Regions from separate parts of the Anas platyrhynchos genome. Here region 1 is linked to region 2. A link is a contact called in public Hi-C data. All regions are on one chromosome and are shown on one strand. Each heading gives the region's core, a stretch centred on a gene start, on an enhancer-like site or on the middle of the called end of the contact. The rest is flanking DNA. Distances are from core to core; before and after follow the strand shown. Region 1 holds the start of OPTN (optineurin). Region 2 overlaps CAMK1D (calcium/calmodulin dependent protein kinase ID).

Region 1 (6,465 bases), core at 3,927-6,426, 140 kb before region 2:
TCTCCCTCACCTTTTGCCTCTTGCCTTTCCCCAGGATCCTCAAAAGCCTCTCTTAAGCCCCCACATAACCAGGAAGCCTCTTTTTCTTCTCCCTTTCCTTTAAATGCCTCTCCCCCTTACAAAACTCTCCCTGGAGTTTGTTTCTTCCCTGGTTTTGTAATCCAGTTCTTCTATCTCTTGGTAATGCTTTATTATATGACATTCCATCAGTATAAATTCTGAACAATTCTTGGAGTCAGAATTACATTCTAGCCCATCATTCACGCCAAATCTCCAAACTCTTGCCATGATGACAGTGTCTCATCTTGCAGTACTTCCCCACACATGACTCACTGTGATTTTGTGCTCAGGCTGTAAAAGGCTGCAACAGGAGTCAGCTCCAGTGAAGAAGAGAGAGTTTCATAGCCACCAGTGCTCCCAGAGTTATAGTTTTGAGAGAAACCCTCCTCTGAATGCTGCTTTATCACTAAGGAAAGCAACAGTATATATCTGTGATGTGCTTTGAGTGAAACAGGCACATCACTTAGCAGTAGCAAGGGACTACAATGCATCTCAGTAAAGAGTAAAAAAACAGAGGTGAGAAATTAGACTAATTTTTAGTCAGTCTTTTGATTAGGAGAAAATTTTTTCATGCTCTCGTTTGGAAAAGAAAAAAAAAAAAGAATGTAATTAAAGTATAGCCAAAGTATTCAAGAGAGAAAACCATTTTGGCTTAAATGACACTGTCAGCCTGAAAATCATGATCAGAAATGAAATGTTTCAAACTAAATTAAATTATCGCTGACCGATAAAACTGCAAAGAATCACTAAAGAATCAAGAATTGCCTTATGGAGCTCTTACAGATGAGATAATTAAGAGATTTATTTTTACTTAGTCAGATTGCCCAAGCAGGTTGGATCACTCTGTCAGTAACATACTTTAAGTATCGGAAGTACAAGAAGTTCTGAAACAGGTATGGGCAGAATAAGTCCCCTACTTTCCCTTAAAATCTATTCCAGATTTATGAAATTCTGAGTTTCCCTGACAATCCTGAAACACAACTTTTAGCCCAGTTTCCTAACACGGTCATACTTGCACAATCACATGTTTATACATGACTTCCCTTATTCCCTTCACAGCTTTTGAACTCATTGGCCAATTTCAATTTACATGTTGGGAGATTTCTTACAGAGTTCCGTAAAACTGGCAGTCATGAGAGGAAGGGAAATCCTACCAGTGGCTCTGTGGGGAGAAAGGCTGATACACTCATCCTTCAGCAGGCAACAGAGAATCTGCATTTATTCTGTACCACATGCCAGTATTGATTGATTTGGCTCTGCATGAAACTTCTCGTTAATCATCTCTTCACATAACAATGTGGGACACAAAGCAGGTTTTGCTCTAACAGGCTTTGTCCATAGATGTATTCAGTACTACCTGCGAATTGATGTTACCTGACTGCTAAGCAATCATCTGCAATGTTAGAAACTACTTGCTACAGAGCCAAATGTAACACAGAGGGAGAAAGCTCAGTCAGACTGAAATAGAGCAGCTGAAGAACAAATCTAATCTGAACCTTAGTAAAAAGGCTTTCGTGAGTGGAGAAAGATATAAAAATAGATGGCAGGGTGTGTTTTTTTTTTTTTCTTTTTGCTTACAGGCCAACTTCCCACAGGAAACACAAAAATGAAAGCAATCAAACTTTCCTGAGAAAGAGTCTAAGGAGGAAAGGGAGGGATGAAGCCAACTGAACAGTAAACAAGATAAAGAATAAGTTGGCAAGAAATGCTCATTTCTTATTTGTTATGTTGATAATGTTAACTGTTATTATTAATTATTATTAAAATGATAGTTATCTCTGGTGTGGCACTATGTTCTGTTACTACACTCTGAGAAGACTCACTTCATAAAATAAGTCAGGCCAAGACTACCTGTTACAGCATAAAGATAAAAATGGAGAATGTTAACAGAACTCCAAACCTCACAGTATGATGAAGGGGCATAAAAGTTCCTTTCAGTCAATTTCAAAGTGTGTCAATCCAACAATTTCCTTATTTACCATTTCTGCTCCTTCTTCTCTTTCCTTTAAGCTCTGAAGCTGTTGCTGTAGCTGTTCATTTTCAACGCACTTGGCTAGCAAGCACTGCTTTGCTTCTTTAAACTTTGTCTCGTAGAATTCTCGTTCTTCTTTCTGCTTCTCTCGCCAGATGGAAAGTTCCTCATATCGCTCCTTCATAGCTTGGTTATGCAACTTCATGGCTTCTAAATGATAGCCAGAGACAAGTCATTGATTCAATGTAACACATGTCAATGAAACAGCAGATTTCCTCTACATGGGCTCAGCATTCTTCAGTATCAAAGGGATAAGCAGTAATTAGGTTTGAAATGCAAACCTCCTTCTCATGTGTCTTAGTGAACTAAAACAAAATGTACTACAGCTCCTTAACACTTTAATAAATACTATTAAAACCATTGCCGAAATAACGTGCCCATATGCTCTCACTCCTTGATTTACTTCCAAGCTAAGAAGTACAAGCATGAAGTTTCTCACAAGAAGTTTCTCGTTATCTTGCTGCACGTGCTATGTGCATGATGAACCCAAATGAAACTACCAAACAGAGATTATGAAAGTGAGTCAGTAGGGAAAGTGGATTTTCTTCTAGGCTGGTAAAATAGTGCATGAAAGCAGATGATATCAAACTGAAAGTCTCAAATATGTTCAACCATACTCTGCTTGAACGTTCAGTCAAGATTTGATTAAAAATGTTGGAAAAAAAAAATGTAACAGATAACTTACAGCAAAGTCAGCTCACCCTGACTAGGAAGGCAAGTTTTATGTAACAAAGTCAGTGAGTCAGTATGTAACAGCACCAGTCTTGTTATAGCAAAATGCTTACAGTATTTTTATAAAGTCAATGAAAGGATTTCAAACTTGCTTCTTAAAGCAACATTCTCAAAGCCAGTTGCTTGAAAATCTTTCATACATTGTATATTCTTGTAACTGCCTTTATGTCTTGATGCCATTTTGCAAGGTATGAGTTACAGCAGCTGCAATTATGGTCCTAAAACATTATCTTATATGGCATAGGACCTTTTAGCAGAATACCAGAGGTGCTTCTTGAAGCGACTTTCCTGCCAGATACTCATGAGACTCCAAGGCAGAGAACTTGCACTAGGTCCAAAAATGATTCAGGTGGAAATTGAACACTGAGTTAAAATCACAGCACACAGGACACACGACTTCATGCTCTGTTACCATACAAGCAGTTAGGTACCTCTGCCTTTTATGCAGAAAATCCCCAAATCCCTTGGGTTTTGCTCTAACCGTTAAAAAAAAAAAAAAAAAAAAAAAAGTATCTAACACCTAAACTTTTGGGATTGCGACACAAAGCTTTCTCACCTAAAAAGCTTAAATCACTAGGCATTTTCAGAGAAACCTAATGGTCTCTCCCAAACAGACCCAGCCATGACTGCTACTTCATTTTGAAGCACAGAAGGTGCTACCACATCTAAACTTTCAAAGTGGTTACTACACACAGTGTAGAACAGTCTGTTTCAATTCTCCTTGCTACCTGAGAGGATTCAGCACCTTTCAGAGAATATCCAAACCAGAACTATTCTGGATGTTGTGGACTATCCACTTTGCTGATGCAGCTATGACAAAATGTTAGTCTATCTGTAATGTGAATGCCCAACCATTCTAAAATACAAACCAAAAAAGCTCTTAAAGGCTGATGAGCAAAACCTCCTAAAATACACAATGCTATATTGACTGTGTGTGTAGTTCTGAAGCAACTAAGTTCTGAAGCCCATAAATCGGGCTGTTCTCCCCCTAATCTTCCATACCGATTCAACTTGATGTATCCTATCAATTGGCCTTGCCACTTACAGAGTTGCTTGTACAGTGAATGCTACCCAGATAGAATATGTTATCCTGCAAGGGCAAATGAACACTGAATTCATATTCAAAGGCAAAGGAAAAAAAAATGCAGAAGGGACTCCTTTTGCATTTCCAGACAAATCTGCATTGACATTCACCTTTTAACTCATTGTTCTCAGTGATCAGTTCTTTCATCTGCTGTACCATCTCTTCAGGTGTGTATGTGCTGAGGGTGGGGGCAGCCCCACCGTCTGTCCCGTTTTCCATTTTGCTCCTGGGATGCTCTCCATTTTCTGCAGGACGGCTCTGCACCTTGCTGGACATCTCTGAAGCGACCACTACAAGGTCGGTAAAGAGAAAACTCTCATTTCTTGCCACACAGCTACTTGCAAAGAAAATACAGTGACACTTTTATTGCCTCCAGACGAGCTGCGCATCCAGTCACAGCATGCAGGGACCACCCGATCCCTCCGACCCCACTACTCCAAAACATCCACGAGTCTTTACGTCCCATTAACCCCCTCAGAGAGAGGAGTGGATGAATAAAGCTGAGACATCCACGAGCCTCTATATCCCATTTACCCCCCCCCAGAAAGAGAGGGCTGGATGAATACAGCATTTAATTCCTGAGACATCTTGGATGAATAACACTGAGATGTTGAGACGTCTCTCAGCCTAAAACCCTTCTCTGGGAGCCCCTTCCTTTGGTAACAAAACGTAAAAGGAAGCTTTAATCCTCTCCCCTGCGTACTAGGAAGCCTTTAAGGGCAGCAAAGCCGCCTTTCACCCTCTCCCCCCGTCCCTAGGGTGCACCCAGCAGCCTCCCCGGGGTTGCAGGACCCTCCCTGGGGCTGGGGGCCCCCCTTGTCCACCCACACAGCCCTACCGGGAGGCCTCGGAAAGCTCTCGGTTCCCTTTACCGCCGGGATTACATTTCCGCCGCCTCCCTGCCAGCTTTCGTTTTCTCTTGCCGTCGCAGTTCGCTTCACCGGGGGAGGCGCTGAGGCGGCCGCCTCCGCGCCCAGTCACGGCTCTCCCCTCGCCTTTGCCTTCCCCCTAGGCCCGCCCCGGAGCCGCTGAGTCACCGGCTGTGGCCGCCAGAGGCCGGCGATGGGGACAAGCGACCTCCGCGGTCCCCTCCCGGCCCCATCGCCTCAGCCGTGCCCGCCGCCGTTCCCGCTCACCCCCTTCACGCCGTGCCCATGGCGGCTCGGCTCAGCGCCGCCAGCCGCCGTCTCCGCCTTCCCCCTTCAGGGATTTCCCCAGCTCCGAGCGGCCTCTGGGCGGCACTGCCCGGCTAGGAGGGTCGGGAGAGCCTGGGTGTGTTACTGGAGGTCTCCCCGGAGCCTTCTCTTCTCCAGGCTGAGCACCCCCAGCTCCCTCAGCCTGGCTCCACAGCAGAGGGGCTCCAGCCTCTGAGCATCCTCGTGGCCTCCTCTGGACTCGCTCTGATCCATCCCTGTCCTTGTGCTGGGCCCAGAGCTGAACGCAGGCTCCAGGTGGGGGCTGAGGAGAGCAGAGCAGAGGGGGACAAGCCTCTCAGGTGCAGGACCTTGCGCTTGGCCTTGTTGAGCCTCATAATGTTCACACAGACCCACCTCTCAGGCTTCTCCAGGTTCCTTCCCTCCAGTGTGTCGACCACACCACACAGCTCAGTGTTGCCAGCAAACTTGCCGAGCATACACTCGATCCCACACTGTCCATGTCACCGCCAAAGATGTTAAACAGCACCAGTCCCAAATACCCTGCAGAAGGGAGTGTACCAAGGGCAGAGCATCCTGCTGAGCCCAGCACTGGGGCTACTGAAGAAGACAGGCTCCTCTGAGGACCTGTCCCCATCTGCCTGGGCCTCTCTTGGGTGCTGCTTCACGGGGCTCTATGTTTTTCCTGTCAGGGTAGAGGTCTCGTAGGTGGTAGAGCAGCCAAATCCCATGCAACCAAATGCTGCAAGACAGATGCAGCACACCCCACCACATCAGCCCCCCACTATGGGGCTATGGACCTCATGGACCTGCTAGGAACCATGTGTAGGGTAGGGATGGAGAAGGGAGCTCTATGTCCTTCACAGCTCCATGGCCTTGGCCCACATCAGGCAGGCTCTTTTATGTTGGATTACAGGGGCTTCCTCACGCTCTTGGTCACCATCTTCCAGCTCAGATGTCTGTGTACCCTGGGAACAATTGATCTCTCTAATAAAGACAAAAGCAAAAAAGCCATTAAATACCTCAGCCTTATCCTCATCTTTCATCACCATGTTTCCCCTCACATCCAGTGAAGGATGGAGATTCTTCTTAGTCCTCTTCCTTTTGTTGTTGATGTATTTATGAAAGCATTTTTTATTCTCTATTACTGCCCTAGCCAAACTGAGTTCCAGCTGGGCTTCTGATTTTCTCCCTAAACAACTTGACAACAGCTCTATAGTCCCGCATTGCCTGCTCCTTCCTCCAGAGTTCATAAACTTTTTTTTTTTTTTTCCGAGTTTCTGTTTAGCAAGGCTGGTCTTCTCCCCTGCCAGCTTGAGTTTCAGAGCACTGTGATGACATGCTCCTGTGCTTTCAGGATTTAATTCTTGAAGAAAGTCCGGCCTTCTTGCACTCCTTTGTCT
Region 2 (6,523 bases), core at 1,676-4,175:
AGCTCCTATATGTGAGGCTATCGCCCTCAGCTCCTTCAGCCAATGCAAAGAAGGAGGCACTTCTAGGGTGTGATGCTGCTGGGTTCACACTTCAGAATAAGTCAAACAGAAGTGTCCATTTCTGTGTTCATTCAGATAAATCCCACTTTGACGACCTTTTCTAGAAAAAAGCCTGGAAGATGCTTTGGTTGCCTCATCATGGAAAAGTACAGTCAAACCAGGAAAGTACAGAGAAAAAAAAATGAGTAGCCAGCATGTCCATGAAAAGAGAGGTCAAATTAACAAAGAAAAGAGGTGACAGAAGAGATACGATAGAGCTCTACCAAATCATGAAAAGAATAGAGGATGAAAAAGGGAAATAGAAGCAATTATTTCACACCATGCATGAGAAATGTGGACCTAGCAGAATTAGCAGGTGGTGGATTTAAGGCAGAAGCCTTTGTCATCTGAGGAGCAATCCTAGAAGAGATGAATCCTTGGTATGACCCAATAAAACAATGCTCATGTTCTTATCTTCGTGCTCATCGAATTAATTACCGAATTATTCACTCAACTTTGGCCTGAATGTGCATACCTACATTAAGGCAGTCTTTTGATTCACTCATTTAAAATCAAATATGACAGATTCATAGATTTTAAAGCCATTATGATAATTCAATCTGACCTCAGACAAAACAAAGACAGTACAATTTTTGCCTCAGATCCATAGCTCCTGGCCAGGCAAAAGACTATCATTTAGCAAAGTGTCCAGACTTGACTTAGATGATACTGCTAATCCCTTGTCTGCTTTGTCCAGTGGTTAATTACACGCACTGGCTAATTACATTGGGTTTCTTTCCAATGATAATTTTTGATAACCCATCATTGGATCCCTTTAAACATTGACTCCAGGCTCCTTAGATATTTGCTCTTTAGAGCAACCTTCCTCTTTTTAGGTTTTGGTAACTTCATTCTTCCTTATTCTGATGTTTCTCCCCCCAAAAAAATGATATTCAGCAGCTACTTTTACAGCCTCTGTGAAATGATGCCTAGGAGCTGAGTGCACACACAGTGATGCTGATTTCTGGCTTTTCATTTGGAAAAGAGAGTTACCATGCTGAAAATTTTTGCTTACATCCGCATCAGTAATGATCTGGCCATGCCTGGTCCAGATACGGACCAGTACTAAATATCCATATTTCAATACTGAATGAACTAAATAAAATATAGAGTCTCCAATTACCACTCTCTTCTGAATATCATTTGTTCGGTCCTACACCTTACTACATCTCATGATGTTTATCTCACTACTGTTCAATTAAAATATTCCCATTTTCTACAGTGGAGACTGATTTTTTTCCAATATTGAGGTAGAGACCAAACTGAATTATTACAGCTTGGATGCAGCCTCAGCTAAATAAAACTTATGCGGCTGTTTAGAGCAATATTATATCCTTAGTCAGTAAATTCAGTTTCCACTGGAGCTGCAAAGCCATTTGTAATGTCATTGTAAGAACCAGGAGTAACAGAAATTGAATTTGGAAACCCCTAGATCGTATGCAAGTGGATTACTCTCTTAACCAATCTTCTCTAAAGAGGGGACAGCGGACATGGGGCACGGTGAGCAAGGATGACCTGCACACACAATCAACCCAAAGCTGTTAAAAACAGTTTATGGCAAAATACTGCTCTAAACCCCACTGCTCCAACCCCTCTGCAATCCACAATGCCGAGCACACCCTACCCTGTCCCATATGAGACTTCCCTCTCACCTACCCCATTCATTGCAATTTTTCGTGTTACCCATTCTTTCCCAGCTCCATGCAGGAAGCCTGGCAGAGGATGTGTTCGTGATGGGCCAGGAATAGTGCTCGTGACTAAAGGTCCACATCTAATTGCAGCTTGCCAGCTGCCTTCTCCCACTGTCAGAGAATTTCCAAGCTGTGCCCCTTGCACAGATAAGGCATGTTGGGGGCCAGGAGGACCTGCTGATTTACTGTGCTTTGGTTGGAGGGTGGGCAGCACAAATACTCTCTCATGGCCCCAAGAGAAGATTTATGATGCACAAAAGAGACATTTTCTTACAAAAATAAAATAATAATGATAAGAAATAAAAACCCATATCTGGCCTTAATTCCTCATACTAGAAAAAAAAAAAAAAAAAAGCAAAAAAAAAAAAAAAAAGCAAACCCCAAACCCTCAGTTGAGCATGTGAGCCACCAAGGAGCTATTTCTGCTCTTCAGTTATTCCTCATGAATTCCACGAGGAGACCCTGACCATGGTGTCCCCATGGGACATGGGAGGAATGAGGTGCCACCAGCAGCCGACAAAGCCCCAGGCAAAACTGGCCAGCAGAAAGGACAGCCTCCAAAAATGATGGGAATCCACTGAGTGAAACCAACTGGGCACGGAGATAAAAGGACGATGCTGCCAACCCCTCGTGCTTGCTCAGTCCCGTTCAGAACTGCAGACCCGAACCAGGTGCCACAGCCGCAAATCTATTGGTTTTATTCCATGCAATAACCGACTTTTTATTCTGAAAGGATAAGCCCTGTCTACTCCTGCAGGAAAAGCATTTGTTGAAAGATAAAGTCAGAGCACAAAACACCAGAGAGAGAGTTTTCAGAATGTCCTGCAGAAAAGAAATGTGCCTTGGGCTTATTTTAATAATTCTTCAATTGTTGCCTTACTGGTGGCTGATTTAGTCCAGGCCATTGAGATGTTTCTAATGGAAATCATCAATTTATCATGGAGATGAATTCCAAGAATCTAATCATGCAGATGAAAACAGACACATGTTCAAGCTAACAATGAAGACTCCAGGAAAAGAGGGAAGATTTTTTATATCTGTTATTTTTAAAGGTAGCTATTTGCTCCTGCCTCTTAACAGTGCAGGCTGGCCAACTGCCAGGCCTTCTGTTTTTTACTGGGTCTGTCCCATGGCCTTGGGAGAGACTGTAAATATCTGCTTCTACATTATTGCTCCAAGGCTGCTGTCTACTCCAGCACTTCACAGAGTTGCCTTGACAGAGAAAACAAAAGTCTCTGGCTAATTCTTCGTTAATCAGCACAAGTCTCCCCATGGTAATTTTATTTTCAGGAGAGCAAATCAATGCCAATAAGCAAATCCTTACAGTTCGTGCTCAATTGTTTAGGAGGTTGTGTTACCGTCCCCTTGTCTATTTCCCTAAAATGTTTCAGTAGGTGAATTAATGACAAACTGGAGAATCTGATGGTTGAAAAAACAAAGCCATAACTGATACAAAAAATAATCTTTACTGGGAAGAAAAAAAAAAAAAAGAGCAAAACTGCACCAGCTGCTCTCAGATGCTCTTCAGAAACCACATCCAGAAGCCCAATACAGCACCATCCAAAGCCTCCTCTCTACCTTACAGCAAGTACCTGGGTCATCTTCTCAAGGTCTGACCAGCAGCTTGAAGATACTGCTGGTGCTGGGTGACACTCGTGCCCATCCCACATGAGAGCACCATGAAAATCCCCCTCTCAGGAGCAGCATCCCAAAGGCAGTTCCTTGAAAGCACCATCCCAAAGCAGAATGAGTGAATAGTGAGGACACAGTCCCTATTTCCCACAGCCCACAAAGCATCCAACAGGACTATCCCAAAGCCCCCCCCAAATCTTGCTGCCTCCTGCTCTTTGCTGTGCCCCATGCAGTTTTCCCTTAAGCTTTACCTCCTGGGGACCATACAGGATATAATTCCCCCATGTCTCACATTTCATACTTAAACTGCCCCATAAAATCCCATTCATGAGCAACCCTGAAGCAACAGCGAAAACCTAAGCTGTGAAACTGCATCACCTTCAGATTACAGCTGTAACTGCCCTCCCAGCTCAGCCTTGCTGCTCTCAAGAGAGGTTCGTGGCAGGAGATGACCCAAGAGCATCATTTCTGCCAGCCACAGACAAGGTGCAAGCCAGCTCACACAGTCTGAGACCTTATCCCACCTCTGGGGGACATAAATCTTTGTGCTGATGGGCATGATGCTAACGTGCTCTGAGATGCCACCACAACAGCTCAGGACATTTCATAGGGACTCCATTTACATTTACTTGCTGTCTACTTCATTTGGCCGGTGTAAGATCTGATAACATCCTGGGCATTTCTGCAGGTAAAAGCATGACTTCACCATTTCAGCTGTGATATAAAAAAAAATAAGGCTTTAATCTTCCTTTTTCATGCTACAGTCATACTCTTAAGTGCCAGTCCTAGCTCCTTAGCATCTTTTGCATGTGTTATAAACACAGCTATGTGAAAATTAAAACCAAAAGTTCCTCCTCCACCTCAAATCAAAACTAAAGCAGTGATTAGATCAAGCCCAATGTGAAAATTAAAATCAGAAGTTCCTCCCCCATCCCAAGCCGAAACTAAACTAATGATTAGATCAAACCCAAACAATAATCTAGCAAATATAGCTCTCACTGTGCTCCTGGGCTGCGTGATTTATACACAGACTAAGAATGCCTGGGAGTTGAGAAAACAGCTGGATACAGAGGGTTTTTTTTGCTAATATGGTAGTGAGAGTGCATTGCAAAAGCTCAGAGACAAAAATGAAGCAGACACTGTGACCGTGGGGCTCACAAGCCCTGCACAGTGATCTGAGTGTCCTGCATGCATCCAGCTTTGGCATCCTGCAGTGGGGAAATATTGAGCGAGGCAGCCCTGGATGTACCCGTGGGGCTGCACTGGTTACAGAGGTGGAGGATTTCACTCAGAGTTAACCCGGGACTTGACAAGGAAGCAAGTTTGTGGCCAGTGAGACCAGCAGTGACCCTGAGGTTGTGAAGAAGGATGTGGCACAGCTGTGACACAATTTGTGGAGCAGGGCAATTAGTTAAGAGCACTAAGACTTGTTCTGGCACACAGCATATCTGTAGGAAGCATGTGTATGGTAGCTACTCCAGACACTGTCTCATACAGACAAGATCTGAGCATCACAGGACTAGAAGCTCAGTGCACTTAGCTGAAGAATGATGCTGTTTGAGCTCCTAAAAAACCCGTGCCTTGTATGTGTTTATAATGCAAGGGAGAGCCTTTGCCCCTGTTGCAACCCAGCACCTTGCAGCCTGCATGCTGATGCACAAGTATTAGTGCAAAAGTGTCTGGGCAACTCATTATCTGCATGATGGCAATTCTGAGGCTGAAAACAGAAGAAATGGTAATAAAAAGGAGGGCGTTCAGTCCAAGGCACTGCCAGGAAGGCACAGAGTCTCCCTAAGCTGGTGCAGTCAAATCAGCAAACTGCTGTTATGCTGGTCTTAAGGAAAGGACCAAAGTGCTTTGGTTATCCTCCAGTGGCCTGTTAAAGCATCCCAGAGTCCCAGGATGGCCGGGGTGGAAAGGGACCTCTGGGTCCATCTGGTCCCACCCCTGCTCCATACCAAATGTGGCCTCACTAACACCAGGGCTGGCAAAGAAACGACTTTTACTGCACTAATTACATCTAATACTCACAAAAGCCCCCACACAACCCCATAATTCTTCTTCCCAAGCCCCAGATGCCAACAGGCAGGGCAGTGTGAGACCTGCAGGACCATCATGATACCCTGGGACACAAGAGTGTGGCCATGGCAAGAGCCCCAACCAGCAGACCGGTGTTCAAGCTTTGCTCTGCCACTGATTTCCTTCATGACACTGAGCAAATCACCAAAGGGTGAGCCTAAAAGGGGACTTAGGTGTCTCAAGGGGGAATTGGACATCTAGTAACACTCGTGTGGTTCAGATAACCCATTGCCAACAGGTCAAGACCTGCCATGCAGCTAACTGCGAGCACCAAAGCTCCTGGGACGCGGGGCACAAACTCCACTCCCTGCTCCAGCTGGAAGGGAGGGCAGGGGCTTCAAGCCAACATCTCCAACTCCTGGAAAGTGCCTCAAACCACGGGGTGTTTTCCATACCTCCGTTTGAAAATGTTCCGCTTCTCAGAAACTAATTCAAGACTCCCCCGGTGCCGTAACACTTACTCAGCACTGTCACTGCGTTATTGATGCTAATGCCACGGAGTGGTAACGAGGGCCATTAAAATGAACGTCAGTCGTTCCCTTCACCTTTGCGTGGAGCCAAATTCATCCCTCTGAGAAACATGTTTGTCCTGTCACGCTGGTAAAATGGTAATCTTACCCCTTGTCTTCCATAACCAACTGAGAAATCGCCAAGCCAAGTTTGGTCTTGCAGAGGGAGCGTGTCCGTCCCTCAGGCAGGCAAAGCAGGTATATTTATGCAGTGGAAGGAGCCATTCATATTAGCCATTTGCTATAGACAGGCATGGAAAACAGATTTCACGCTGGTGATTTATAAAGTGCTTTTAGACAGCCTTTAAATAATGAGTTATAACTAGGTATGAACATTCAAAGCCACTGCTGCAAACTCTCTCCTGCTCTCCCAGTGTTATTTATGCTGCTCTGGTTGCAAGAATGCAGCTCCCTGGTCCGGCTCCGCACCCTGCACCAGCACTGACCCGTCTCAGCACCACAGACGTCTGTTTTCTATTTGGCTGTGGTTATTCCCTGCGCAATATTAAAATG

The links. Hi-C and Micro-C count contacts between places; a contact is called where the count stands out from the background.
Region 1: a Hi-C map of small yellow follicle shows a contact between it and region 2, with 4 times the contacts expected there. The contact joins the promoter of OPTN here to the enhancer-like site in region 2. A contact is called at or near these places in 7 of 8 Hi-C or Micro-C datasets (F1 follicle, F5 follicle, liver and 3 more).

Annotation. Positions count from the first base shown.
Region 1 is chr1:7,015,836-7,022,300 of IASCAAS_PekinDuck_T2T, reverse strand. It overlaps OPTN (optineurin), which reads right to left and starts at 5,176. Exons shown (of 14, transcript XM_027460521.3): 1 at 5,045-5,176; 2 at 4,019-4,198; 3 at 2,040-2,242. The coding sequence starts at 4,184.
Region 2 is chr1:6,875,748-6,882,270 of IASCAAS_PekinDuck_T2T, reverse strand. All of the region lies in intron 3 of CAMK1D (calcium/calmodulin dependent protein kinase ID), which reads right to left. Among named protein-coding and RNA genes, the nearest start is that of CCDC3, 110 kb to the left of the region's middle. Within about 2 kb of position 2,925, at least 4 of the 8 cell types and tissues checked have an H3K27ac peak or open chromatin away from gene starts, as enhancers often do. A contact at or near this core is called in F1 follicle, F5 follicle and small yellow follicle, where this site is marked.